Linked DNA regions of Rattus norvegicus: region 1 is linked to region 2. The links are chromatin contacts, called in public Hi-C maps. All regions are on one chromosome and are shown on one strand. The core of a region is the stretch at or near the end of the contact, and the rest is flanking DNA. Distances in the headings are between cores, read along the strand shown. Region 1 holds the start of Rap2a (RAP2A, member of RAS oncogene family). Region 2 holds the start of Mbnl2 (muscleblind-like splicing regulator 2).

The links. Hi-C and Micro-C count contacts between places; a contact is called where the count stands out from the background.
Region 1: a Hi-C map of liver shows a contact between it and region 2, with 3 times the contacts expected there. The contact joins the promoter of Rap2a here to the promoter of Mbnl2 in region 2. A contact is called at or near these places in 4 of 12 Hi-C or Micro-C datasets (Schwann cells, frontal cortex, liver and 1 more) and 1 of 1 datasets of contacts at active chromatin or transcription factors (oligodendrocytes).

Annotation. Positions count from the first base shown.
Region 1 is chr15:104,001,263-104,008,257 of GRCr8, reverse strand. It overlaps Rap2a (RAP2A, member of RAS oncogene family), which reads right to left and starts at 4,514. Exons shown (of 1, transcript NM_053741.1): 1 at 4,024-4,514. The coding sequence starts at 4,509. The coding sequence ends at 4,192. It overlaps LOC120097088 (a long non-coding RNA gene), which reads right to left. Exons shown (of 3, transcript XR_005494308.2): 3 at 5,818-6,653.
Region 2 is chr15:103,786,691-103,794,014 of GRCr8, reverse strand. It overlaps Mbnl2 (muscleblind-like splicing regulator 2), which reads right to left and starts at 1,827. Exons shown (of 9, transcript NM_001111064.2): 1 at 1,629-1,827.

The DNA.
Region 1 (6,995 bases), core at 3,265-5,764, 210 kb before region 2:
CTATACCATAACAGCAAAGGGAAGAACAGGGTGCCTGCCTCCGGGCTGTTCTGTGGCTGAGTGGGAGCCAGGTGTGAAGACAGTTAAAGGAATCCATTCAGTTTGGTAAGAGAAAAAGGGCTTCTCTAAGTTGGGGAAATCTTTCAAGTATGGGTGAAGAAATGAGTAGGAATTAACTCTGCAGAAAGACAACAGGTTCCAAGGCAGGAGAAGCCAGAGAGAGACAGAAGTTAAAAAGAATGTGGGGATGCTGGTGAGGAGGTGCATCTGTATGGCCAGCAGTGGGAGGCAGAAGGGGGAAAAGTGCATGCGCACTTAAAGTTCATATGAGCTTTATCCTGGAATGGAACAGTATCAAGTCAGGACCACCACTAACCCTGAAACAGGTAAGAAGGTAAGATTATGAAATCAGTAAGAATTCTAAATATAAGTGCTTAGCATTCTGTGTGTGTGTGTGTGTGTGTGTGAGAGAGAGAGAGAGAGAGAGAGAGAGAGAGAGAGAGAGAAAGGGAGAGAGGAGGAGGGAGAGGCAGGGGGAACAGAAATGGAGAAGTGCTTTCCATCTATGCATCAGGACCTGAGCCAGGTCCCTAGAGCCTAAGTAAAAGGCCCAGCAGGGTGTCTGTAAACCAGTATTTGAGAAGGCAGAAATGGGGGCATCCCTGGGCTTGCTGTCCAGCCAAATCAAGCTCAAAAACTAATGTAGCATGCTCAGGAGAGGGGTCAGGGGTTAAGAGCACTTGCAGCATTACTGAGTTTGGGTCCCAGCACCAACATGGCATCGTACTATACCTACAGTTCCCTGGAGGCCTCTCGTCTTCTTCTCACCTTCATGGTATGTGCGGAATACATGTGTATTTGTAGGCAAAGATTCATACACATAAAATAAAAATAAATACATATTTTAAAAAAGAGGTATATGGTTGTGTTGGTTTGAAAAAGAATGACTTCCTGGGCTCATAAATTTGAATGCTTAGGGAGTCCCACTATTTGAGAAGGATCAGCAGGATTAGGAGGTGTGGTCTTGATGGAGGAAGTGTATCACTGGGCTTTGAGGTTTCCAAAGCCCATGCCAGGTCCTGGCTGCCTCTCTCCCTGTGGATGAGGTTGTAGGTCTCAACTATTTCTCTGATGCTACGCCTGTCACCATGCTCCCCACTGTGATGATAATGGATAAGTGTTCGAATCAGCAAGCAAGTCCCCAACTAAATCCTTTCTTTTAAATGCCTCTATCATGGTGTCTCTTCACAACAATACACCAGTGACTAAGACAATGGCTCAGTGGGCTCAGTGCCTGTCACGTGAGTCTCCTACCAGAACCCACACAAGGGATGGTCAAGTTGCCCTCTGACCTTCACATGTGTATCACAGTACACGTATCATGGCCTCCAAACACATAGATACAATAATGAAAAATGTTTTTAAAAAATGAGGTTCAGAGCAAATGAATAAGACACATGTCAACCTTTGGCCTCGACATGAATGGACACACATGTATGCATGTATGTACACATACCTAACTCAAAAGAAGACAAGGGCCCATTTTAATTAATTTTTTAAATGAAACATTCTAGAATGTATTAATCCAGTGAGAAGCCCCATCTCTGTTGCCACATGTGTCACGTGTTCATTTCCATGCCTTTTCCCCCATAAGATCTCCCACATGGGAAGCTATTTGACAAAACCAACAAAACCAAACCTAGGACTAATTTATATTGCTCTTCCACCTCACTGTAACAGGCAAGAAATTTCAAACTGTGATTACAAGTATGAGTTATTTCCTCTAAAACTGTAATCATATGTCACAGGTAAAACCAACAGAGGTCAGGGCGACACACCCAAAGAGTGATAGAAAGGACTTCCGCTGTTTCTGTACAGCAATGACTGCATGTGCACCCCTGTACGCGTGGCAACATGTCATCCTCATGACACTGGGAGGGGAAGCTTTCACAGAAAAGGAAACCCAGGCCTATAGAATAAGCAAGCATCTCCTTAAACCACATACATCTAAAAGCTACAGAGTCTGCGATGGTACCCATGGCAACAAAGCACTTAGATAATGTTTAGTCATAATGGACTTCGAAGATACAGCACAGCAAAGTATCTGAATATGTTTAATACTGAGTAGCTTATTAAAATGGTAATATTTTATAGTTAGTTGGTTGAAGAAATGTATCATTAGCTGAAAGGCAGACCCGTGTAGAAGAGGCTATGTGGATTCAGAAATCTTAAAAGTTCTCTTTATCAGTTCTCTATATCAGGTCATGGGTGAGGTATCAAGCCACAGCATTTCAGTTATACCAACCGCACCCTGGCACTTTAAATGCCCACCCCCACACTCTTATATGTCACATGTAAAGCAGACAGCTGGCACACCATGAGCAGAAGACAGAAGTTCTGGGTACTTCCTAAAGCAACTGGCTAGTTAGGGAACTGGTCCTCCCAAGAGTAGAAAATGCACTAACGTGAGAGCTGTGCTTTACACCTGAGAGGAGTCAAGTGCCCCCCTCTTCAGGTCTGAGTATGCCGTATACACTGTACTATAGTGTCCAAGCTGGACTGGGCCCTTTAATGCCAGCACTCCATTGGCAGCAGCAGGAGAATCTCCGTGGATTCCAGGTCTGCCTGCTCTGCGTGGTGAGTTCCAGGACAGTCAGGTCAACATAGAGAATCTGTCTAAAAAAAAAGAAGCAGGGCCCAAGAGGCTCTTATGACACAACATTTACCCCACAGAAAAATGCTGCTCAACTCCACTCAGCCCATCGCCCTTCTTATATCAAGAGCTGCAACTAGTGAGTCTGGGTGAGTGGAATCTTAGTCTGTTGTCCCGGGTTGAAATATCAACAAACTGCTCTAGTAAACAAAGTAGCCATTATTATAACCGAGAGAGGAGCTACACAAATTCACCAGAAGCTGCAACATGGTGTGGCCCACCCCGTTGGGGACCTCAGCATGCTGGTTCCTGCACAGATGCGCTGACACGAACTGGGGTGTGAAGGAGGGGCAGCTGGAGCAGTTAACATGAACACTCGAGTATCTGGGAGAAGGAACTGAGGAGAGGACATTCTTTTGGTCTCTGTACAGGGTTAAAGACCCACCACTTGCAAGGAAATTTTGAGTATTCCCTGAATACAAATAACTTGTTCTGAGCTCTGAAGTGTGTAAACCCCAAATGACTGATAAATGTGATTATTGTTTCTATTTAAACCTTCAATGGTGACTTCAAATGTAGCTACAGGTAGAATAATTTTGGAAGACCCTCAGCAGTACTAGTTTATAAGGACCAGAAAAGAACGTTATCAGTAAAGAAGAACTAGAAAATCTTGCCAAAACTCTGTAATAACATGTTAGACTTTGATATTTAAAAGGTTGAGGGTAAAAATACATGGCATCAACTTAAGAGAAAACAAACACTGAAAGCATTCAGGTTACTGCCACATGCAAAATGCATTCTTTGAACAGTTTACATCAAGAAAAAGCGTGTTTGTCCCCCCCCCCCCCCCGCACTAACTTTAAATTAGCTGATACACAAGCCACAGCTCATACTAAACTTCTGTTTGGTTTCCAAGAATAGCCTCCTTCCTTTTTTTTTTTTTTTTTTTTTTTTTTTGAGGGGGCGGGGTGGGAAGGCTAGCTTTTAAGAGAGGAAGAGAAATGCACTCTTTCAACGTAAATGTCACAAGCGTGTTTCTATATGCCAAACCTCGTGAATGTTATGTGGTCTTCGAATTATTTGCCAATGTGCCTTTAAAGTTTTGCACTAATTCATTTCTGCCAACCTCCTGACAACATTTAATCTTTTCCGCGACAAGAAAGGGCCCCTTAACTAGTATTGACACTGTCACAAGATATGTACGTGCGAATTCTGGCTGTCAAACCTCTGAAGGGTGGATTTAAGCGCGCGCTCACTCTGCACAGACGTGCCTCCACTTAGACAGCTCCCCTTTCCCTAGCGCCCACCTACTCATCCCTTCTCTTCTTGCAAGTTTGAAACTTTGTTTTCTCTGGGGTCCAGAAGGAGCGCTACCAATGTCCTAGAAACAAAGGGCTGAGCTGGGGGTTAACGGGCTGCCCAATTTTACTTGTGAAACAAAGCCCGCAAGTCTGAGCCCCGGAAGGAGGTGGTGTAGCCCGGGCGAGCCAGGGACCGGGATCGCCGCAGCCACCGAGCCCCCGTGCGCCCCGCTCTGCTCACCGCTTCACGCGGATGATCTGGTCCCGCATGGGCTTGATATCCTGGAAGCTCTGCTGGTTGACCAGGCTGTAGACCAGGATGAAGCCCTGGCCGTTCTTGATGTACAGGTCCCGCATGGACGCGAACTGCTCGGTGCCCGCCGTGTCCAGGATCTCCAACACCGAAGGCGACGAGTCCACCTCGATCTCCTTGCGGTAGAAGTCCTCGATGGTGGGGTCGTATTTCTCAATGAAGGTGCCGGTCACGAACTGCACGGTCAGGGCGGATTTGCCTACCCCGCCCGAGCCCAGCACCACCACTTTGTACTCGCGCATCGTCCCTGCGCGGCCGCCGCCGCCGCCGCCGCCCGCGACATAGACCTGCGCCCGCGCGCCGCGCCCCGACCCCGCGGCCCCGCCGCCCTTACGGACACGCCGGCTCACGGCCGCGGCAGCGCCCTGGGCGCCGGCAGCGGAGCTACAACTGAGGGAGCAGCGCGCGGCCCTGTGAGCGGGCCAAGCCGGAGGACGATGCAGCCTGGAGGGCGCCGGCAGCAACGGAGCTCGAGCCCGAGCCGGAGCCGCCCGAACCGCGGCCCCGCAATGCCGCCCGCCCCGCCCCTCGCGCCTCCACGCCCAGCACCCGCCGCCGCCGCTGCTGCCGCCGCCGCTTCCCTAGCGCTGGAGCGCGCGCCCGAGCCCAGCCGCAGCGCTGCCAGGGGCGGAGCCAGCCTGGTGGGCGGAGCATAGAGGAAGGCCCTCCTCTCGCGCCGTCGCCTAGCGACCGTCGGCGCGCTCTAGCGAGACTCGGCTTCCGCAGACGTCTGGCAACACCCAGCCCTACAGGCCTCCGTACTGCGTCTGCGCGCTCTCCTCCTCCCGATGGCGGGCGACGTCAGACTCCCACGCTCAGGGTTTGCTGGAGGTGACAGTAGAGGAATGGTGGGCACAGGGAGACATGCGCACCGTGCTTGGGGGCCTCACGACGGGCCAGCCTGTGGCCGACATCACTCAGCTTGTCAGCCTTCAGAGAGCTTTGGCTTTAACTCGTTATACGTAACAACGTGAGCCTTAAGGGCCGCTGCCATAAGTTACACAAGCAAATCGAAGCTCCGCTAGTCGGCGGCGCCCAGCCTACACGCAACCTGGTCCGCGCCCGATGACGTCACCGGCACGCCCTCTAGCCCCACCCTCCTCGAGTTTGACGTAAGCCGAGCTCCTCCCCTGCACTGGTAGACAGCCACGGGCGCCTGGAAAACCTGGAGCTCGGATCCGCCAGCCACCGTCAAGAGACCCCCCCCCACACCCCTCCAGAGCAGCTCAGCAACAGCCTGCGGGGATGTCGATGCGGAAGCTCGGATTCACTGTAGCCAATCAGGTTGCGGGTCTGGACTCCAGACTACCACTCTTGACCAATGAGAAGACGTCTCATCTTGCTAGCCGATTGGTGTAAGACCCAGTGATAGACTGAGCCAACTCCCCTCCGGGGCTGGCGGGGCTGCGTTTGCGCTTGCGCACGCTCTGATAACCAATCGTAAGCCAGCTGAGGAGAGACGGCGGGCTGAGGGGAGCCAATCAAATCCCTCCCGGTGCTCTGCCACTCAGGTCTGAGGTATAGAGACAGTGCAGGGCTGCCAGGGAACTGGGAGGGGCGGGGCTGGAGCGCCCGACTCCCGGGTGTTCTGGCACAGGAGCGGGTTGCGTTGGCTGGGGAAAGGGATGATTTCTGTTCTAACGTCGCCTCCGTGGCATTCTGCCTGGAGATGGGCATGGAAGTGGTGGCAAAGGATGCGGGCTGGATCGTGGGCTGAATCGGGAAAACAGGGACTTTTGTCTTCAGGGTGAGACATTTTCCGGGCCCTCTGGAGACATCCATCTGGCAGCAGTTGCAGCGGTCCTCCGTTCGAGCCTCCTAAAATGTGTATTTTCTACCCTGTGGTAAACCAGCTTATCTTTGCCCTCCCCCGATCTTCGTCATACACTCCCAGCCATAATCGCAAATTTATGAAAAATTACACCCTCCAGCCTGCAATAACTGGTCATCGCATTTATCTTCATTAAACCATGTTCTTGAAATGACAACTCTGGTCATTACTGCCTCATACTTTTCAGAAGGCTGTATTCTTTTTCAATTCTGTCAGAGTTCGGTGTGCCCCTCCACCATTCTGATTTCCCACAAGGTCATTGTAGAGTGGATTTCAGTCTGGGCTCCTCTAACAGCGGGACATTCTTTTATATCTTTTCTGTCACTTGTCAAAGTACAAAAATGTATTCTGATATAGGAGTTCCCGACTGCCTATTGTTTCTGAACGTTTAAGCATTCCATATGCTTGAATTACCTAGCCACAACATGACTGCAAATTTTTATTTCAAACAATGTAGAGCGCAAGTGCCTTGTCAAATTGAAAATGTCAGCTGCCGTCTCTCCTTCCTTCAGATTCATGGACGTTTGGTTCCAGGCCACCTCCAGAACCAAAAGCCTGCAAATCAAATCCCGTATATGAAATGGCATATTCGTACTTAACCTACACACTCTCTTGTATATTCCGGTTCTCTCTAGATTCCTTGTCTGTCTGATATACTGTAAATGTTAGGCTAATAGTTATGATACAGTCTTTGGGGGGAATGAATCATAACAAACCTACTGTTCCGTACAGTTCTCCATCCCCCCCCCCACCCAGTATTTTTGAGTTGCTGCTGTTTGGATGCATGGATATGAAGTCTGCCGATATAGCTCAGGTCCGTCATTCTCAATTGTGTACTATGAAGTTTTGAGAAGTTGAAACTTAGAGAATAGGCAGTGAAGAAACTGTAGGAGGGAA
Region 2 (7,324 bases), core at 578-3,077:
AGGCCAAGGCTTTGCACTGGCCAAGCCAGAGAAGCTGGCAGAAAACCTGGGCAGGCAGGCAGGTAGGAGAAGTTGCCCTATTTGGCCTGTGAAGGGGGATGGATAGGCTGTGAGTTTAAATGGGAAGGCATAACTCAAGTCCTGCCAACTGGGAGTTCGAATGTTCCTGGCCTGGACATAGAGAAATATTCCTCTCCACAAGCTGAATAAAAGAACACACAGCAGAAATAGTTGGGGGATGACGTCAGGAGTTCTGGGCTAGTGTCCTGCACTTCTCCTTGAAAGTAAAAACCGTGGGTCTAGAAGAATCTACGTGGCATTGCCCTTATTTAAATGAACAGTGCTGCTGTCCCTCAGAAGGGAGCAAAAGAGAGGAAGAAACTTCCTCTTACATAGATGGTAAAAATGTCTCTTGTTTAATTTTTGTTCCTCGTTGCTGCCTAAATACACATATGCCCTAACAGACATTTTCCTACTTAATCTTTGTCTTTTAAAGAGACAGTAAGGCCTTTTGAAGACCGTTGGAACATTCACTGGAACATTCACGGAGGTGGCAGTTAGGCAAGTTTTTTTTTTTTTCCCTTCGCTTCAGTGCTTGCTAACTATTCTAAAAATGTTACACATTTATTGTAAACACATGCTTCCAAGGCCTAACAAAAAAGCTCGGTTTCCTCAGGCCTGGCAGAAATTTAAAACGGAAAAGGGCAGAAAGAATCTTTAACACTGAGAGAGCCTTTCCTTCTCCTGGGCCAAGTGTGTTAAAAATAAATCTGCTTCAACCTTTCTAGCCGCTGCTTCTCGGCAAGAAAGTTGATCTGGCTGGGCATAGTGAGAGCCCAGCTTTAAAAGCTAGCCTGCTCTCATTAAATTATTCTGCTGGCTGTGTGTTCTCATTAAAAATGCATACAGATCAGATAATTGCAGTAAGCATTATTAACCCAGCTTTACTTTTGAACATAATGGTCCCACTTTTAAGCTGGAAACAAAGACGGAGGCTGCCAGGAAAAGCAATGTAAACACTGAACTACAGTGCCTAAGACCAGCCAGGAAGCTACCTCACATTCTGCCTCGGTGCTTAAAATGTGCTTTTGAAACTCAATTAAAGCCATTGCCCTGTAGCACCAGGGTGGCCCCCAGTTTCCAAGAAACAGACATATTTTGGTCCCAGGCGTTCAACCGATGATTGTTCACCATGATTTTCTTTTTTTTTTTTTTTTAAATTCTCAATTTCAAGTGTGTTTCCAAAGAACAGGAAACATGTAAACTTTATTCTGTAGCCCACTCTGGCCGTAAAAACCTCGATTATCTTAAGAAAATACTGACCTGGATCTTTCAGAGGATTAAAAAACAATAATAGCAAATGGATCTGCCCCTTAAATAAATAAATAGAAACCTCGGTTTTTATGCCTCACCCTAAACGGGCGGCGTAGATTCCAGCTTTGCCATTTCTTGTTCTCAAATCCGAATGTTACGTAAAACTCCAGGGTTTCCTGCGAGTATTCCGCTCGAATTAGTGGAATCGGTCTCCCTGGCTTCCCTAAGCACACACATGGAATGCAGCATACTGCAGCAAACTCTTTAAACATTAAAAAAAAAAAAAAATGGGGAAGGGGGGTTGTTTCTCCTACCTTGTTTAGCTCTGCTCGTCCTCCCCTTGTACAGTAACCCCAAGAACATCTGGCAGGACCGAGTGGCCGCGGCTTCTCCACCGCATCATGAGGAAGGGGGGTCCATGCAAATAGTTCTCCGTCCCTGTTTATTGTACTCTGCGAGCCGCCGGCCGTGGCTGGAAAATTTTACCTTCAGATGATGAAGCAAAGACAGTCTAAACTCTGTTGCTGTGAGCTGCAGCCCTTCCTTCCCACAGGCCCCGCCCATACGCAGCCGGCCAATCCCCAGCCAGCTCGTCAGCCCTCCTCGTCTGAAACTGGTCCTCATAGGATGACTGACACAGCAACACGGCGCTGGCAGGCTCTGAAAACAGTGCGTCCATACTGATGGAAGAGGGATCTCCCTCTCCGAGGAAAGCAGTCATAGCTCCGAGACAAAGTGGCACATAATTGGCAGAGCACAGAGAGGGGTAGGGTAGCTCAGACAAATACGCTTCGAGACACCCAGCCCGGAGCCGGGAGTTGCATCATAAACACTCCGGGAATCACGAAACTCCTAAGATGGCCAAGGAATCCAATTGGATCCCAAACTGAAAGTCTTATGGCGTTTGAGAAAGCGTATGGATAGAGATGTTCTTATTCATATGTGAGACAATAATTCAGTGTTTGTCATGGAAAGTGATACCTTACGAAACATTTGCATGCAACCACCGTGACTGAGGGAGGCTATAAGCAAGTTGGAGTACACACTGAAGACCATGCTTGAAGCCTCAGCACACAGCTTTTCTGGAGAGCTGTCACTGCAGTGGCCACTTACTGGAACCCATATATTTTCCATCTAAGTTTCCAGAGCACTAGAGACTTCAGTGAGGGGATGCTGAACGACGGAATTGATATCTCTACATTAAGCTTTGAGGCTCTTGGCTGGCACCCACTGGGGGATTAACTGTGTTTTAACCTTCTTAGATGCCATTTGATAAATACTCATACGTTGGCTATCCTGTCCTTAGTGCCGCAATGACTGTGGGAGGGCGTTTACTGCTGAATACACTTGGCACTGACCTAAGGGACATCCTCCATTTTCAGTCTGCAAAGGTTGACCCACAGATGCCAGAGATTCCCCCAAGATAAAGCAAGGGGGAAAAAAAGAAAGAACTGAAACGATTATTTTTTTTCCTCCCCAGTCAACAGCGTTTCTGCATGCTTTGAAAACAAAAAAACAAAAACATACGGCATTTAGAAAACACAATAAGCACACATTTTCCTTCCACAAAACACAACGTTTTGGATCTTAAAAATTAAGTATGATGGTCCCGTGACCAACTCCAGGCAAAAACAAAGACCCTATTCATCTGAAAGAGTGAGCCTAACTCTCTAATTTTTTTTTTTATGAGCAACTGTTTAATGAATGCATCTGGAAGGGAGCATCAGGGCAGGATGTAATGATTTAAGTGTTTTTAAGTTTCATGTTTTCGTTCGTAAAACACAGCATTTCTTGTGACTTGTGGACCGATTCTTCAATAGAATACCTTGTTTTATTCCTCTTGATTTTAATCCTTAATTCTTTTTTTTTTTTTTTTTTTTTTTGGTTCTTTTTTTCGGAGCTGGGGACCGAACCCAGGGCCTTGCGCTTCCTAGGTAAGCGCTCTACCACTGAGCTAAATCCCCAGCCCCTTAATCCTTAATTCTTATTTTTGTTTCTAGTCAGTATTATCATTGGTAGGCTTTGGTTGAGTCTGTCGTTGTTGTTGTTGTTTCCCCTGAAAAGTCGAATTAGCTACATTCAAACAGGTGGAAATCCCTTTAAAGTATCATTACCTCTTTGCACACATACTTGAGTGATCTCAAACTCACGATTATCTTCTTCTCCACCCCCTCCTGCTTTTGACATGAAATCCCCACTTTTACAATCTCATCACTTAAACTTTAGCCCCCTGTCAAGCCCCATTCTCACCCAAAGACATTAAGCCTCCTAGATTTTTCCTCTGAGCTAGGCCGGAGCCCTGACCTATTCCCTGTATGATACAAAAGTTAATTGATAGCCTCTGGGATCCAGGGCTGTTCGACTCCAGTCTTCCCTGTTGCCAGACAGGTTTTTCTGAAGTCATGTAAAGTCATGTTCCTTTTACACTCAAGCCTGTCCCTCCATAAAATCCAAATTACAGACTTTCGAGGTCCTGCAAAATGTGGCCTCCACCTTGGTCGTCCACTTTATGTCTGCTGTCCCTGCTCTCCACCCCACGTTTACATCCTCCTGACGCACTGTGTAGACCTCAGATCACCTGCCACTTCTTCAGTTCTGCCAATCAGCTTCTCTGATGTTCAAAAGGCTTCTGTACTGGTCGCTGTACCAGACTATTTTAAGCCCCTAACAATGCAGCCTTGTGTAGCTAGCTTGTCTGAGCTGATCTTGCCATTTCAGAAGGCTAGGTCCGTGTCCTACGTTAATTAAGAGAATGTGCATGAAGCATTTCTCCAAAGGCTGGTGCGACAGAGGTGCACTAGGGGATGTCTGTCATTAGAGTAATTTCCGTGTTGGACAGGAGGCCACAGGCAAACATGCTGGTTATTTTGTATCACAAGAAATGACATCATACTCACTTGTAAAAGCCAAAAAACCTGACACTTTTCTTCACTTCCCTCCCCAACCAGAACTTGAAATCCACTGCCAAAGTCTGTTGAGTTTAACACCTGGATATTTAGAACATTTTACTTTGTTTCCTCTCTGCGGATGGCCCTCTGTTCACAGGCTTTCTCTACCTTAACTCTTGAAATAGTAGCTGCTCCCTGAATGTTGTATCTTGTCTTTTTTTCCCCTTTTTTCTTTTCTTTTCACTGCTTTCATCTTGTCTCCTCTTTTCCTCCCGCTCCTCTGTTTCTTCTTCCTCCTCTTCCTCTCTTTCTCCCTCCCATACCCACTCTCTTTCTGAACCTATGATGTCCTACACAGGTAGAGCCTTGTATGTAGTGAGGGAATTCACCACCATGATATATGTAGCCTAATCTTTTGTTGCCTTTTTAAACACTTTGACAAGTCATACTAAGTTTCCAAGCGGTGGGCACCACACTCTGTGGCCCAATCAGGCCTTCAGTCTGGGCTTCTCCACTCTGAACTTCCAAGGTTGCTGGGATTCCAGGCCTGTGCTCTCAGCCCTGGCTGTGAATATGTTCTTGACACCCTTCAGGCCTCTCAGAATACTTCTTACAGAGTAATACTGTTTTAAAAGAAATCTTATTATATATACATATATATATGTATATGTATATGTATATGTATATGTATATGTATATGTATATGTATATGTATATATATATATATATTTTTTTATTGGGGACTGAAGTGTTCACATTCCCTACCCAAATTTTAGATGCTAAAGAGCTAACCTTGAAGGGATGATGTTTAAAAATGGCACCTGGGTAATTAGGTTCAGATGACATCACAGGGAAGGGATCTTCCTGAATACATTTCTGGTTTTATAAGAAGATACCAAAGAAAGGGCTTTTTCTTTTCTTCTAACTTGGGAGGACACAGTGAGAAGATGTCCCTCTTCAAGCCAGGAAGAGAGTCCTCACCAGATGCAGACCATGCTTGGATCCTCCCCTCAGAGCTCCAGCATTCAGTTATGAGAAAATAGACTTCTATTCTATAATCATGTCATTTTATGGGACTTTGCTACTGCAGCAGTCCCAAATTCAGATACCCAGAGCCTACATGAAAGCCAGGCATGACACTGTGCATCTACAAACCTAGACTAGGTGGCAAGAAAGGACAAGAGAATCTTTGGAAACTACTGGGTCAGCTAGCTAGCTAGGTCTGTGTATATAGCAGAAAACAGCAAGAAACACTGTCTCCAATAATGGGAGAAGACTGATGCTCCAAGTTGTCCTCAGCCCTCTTCATGCACGCTACAGCATTCACATACTATACTCACACACTTCCCACAGATTCACACACCCATGTCCACATCATACACCACACACACACACACACACCATACATACATATACACACATATATACCCACCTCTGTCACACACACACACACCATACCACACACACACTCACCACATACATACATACATACATATCACACACACACACATGCCCCACATACACACATGCACACACATAGCATACACACACTACACATATATACACATATATACACATCACTTTCTCTATCTCTCTGTCTCTCTCTGACTCTCTCTGTCTCTCTGTCTCTCTCTGTCTCTCTGTCTCTGTCTCTTTCTTTCTAGCACATATGCATACACACACCATACATACATATACATACATACATTAAACACATAAATACATGTATACCCACCTCTCTCTCATACACACACAAACCATACATATATACCCATTTCTCTCTCATGAACACACATACCACACAATATAAACACATATCTATATCGTATATGTATATATATACGTATATCGTATATCGTTATATATATATATTTGATATATATATCTATATCGTATATCGTATATCTACATCTATATATATATCTATATATCTATATATATTTGAATTACTCTTAGGAAAAATATATAAGTTCTCCCTGCCTTCAAGGACTCAATAGATCCTCCACCTTTCTGGCCTAATCAGAGGCCATCTTTGCAAGGGACTGTTCCTTGACCCACAGGGTGAACTTAGGTCCACCTGTTGTTTTCTCTCCCAGCCTGTGAACTAGAGAGCTACGCTTCTCAAAATTCTATGGTGTGTGCACATCCCCTAGGGATCTTGTTAAAATGCAGATCCAGTCTCAGGAGTTCCTGGGTGGATACTGAGGCTCTGTTCTTCTAACGAGCTCCCAGGTGATGTGCTGCTGCCTGTCCACGACGTCTCTTCAGACAACAGGATTTTACGGACGCTTCTCGCTCTGTCGCTCTCACTGTGGAGTGTAGTTATACATTAATCTGCTTAATTATTTATTTCAGGTTTGTCTTCCCTGTCAGCTTGTGAGCACCAGAAAGCAGCGAGTTCTCTCGTGTATCTAATCTTTATGTGCCTGCACATGGGAGGAGGTGACCAATGAGGATGTGTATCAACAGAACAAGCCGACTTCTGCAACTACCACGGAACCCAGCTGCATTATCCCAACTTCCGTTTCCTTCTGAACCCTTCCCTCCCTTTTTATAACTCAATATTAGTTTCTTGAAAGTGTGTAAAGAAACTGGATTGATAATGTAAAAACTGCAGTCTTTATTGATGTTATATATGAAGGAGAAAGGAGAATGAGGAAGAACACAAATGCGAGACATCTCCAGACGATATGAGTCCCCGACACCTGCTTGTAATCCGAACACTCTGAAGGTAGTTGCAGGATATTATCAATTCAAGGCCAGCCTGGATTAACTGGAGAGTTCAAGGACAGCCTGGGCTACATAGGAAGATTCTATCACAAAACAGAAAAACAAGGGCTGATTATACAGCTCATCAGTCGAGAGCTTGCCTCATATCAGGTTTCCTGTCCAACTCTAAGGAAAGAAGACTGTGTCCAAAGTAAGAAGGGAACAGAACAACTAAAATAAAAGATACCTTTGGTTTGTCCAACAGCAACTCTGAGCGGCCATGAGTTACAGATTGGCATGTCCATGTGACATATGAGAATGATCAAGAAACCAAATATCAATGAATGAATATCAAGATAATTATTGGACACAGTGACACCTCTCTGTGATCTCTTGACACAAAGACCCCCACC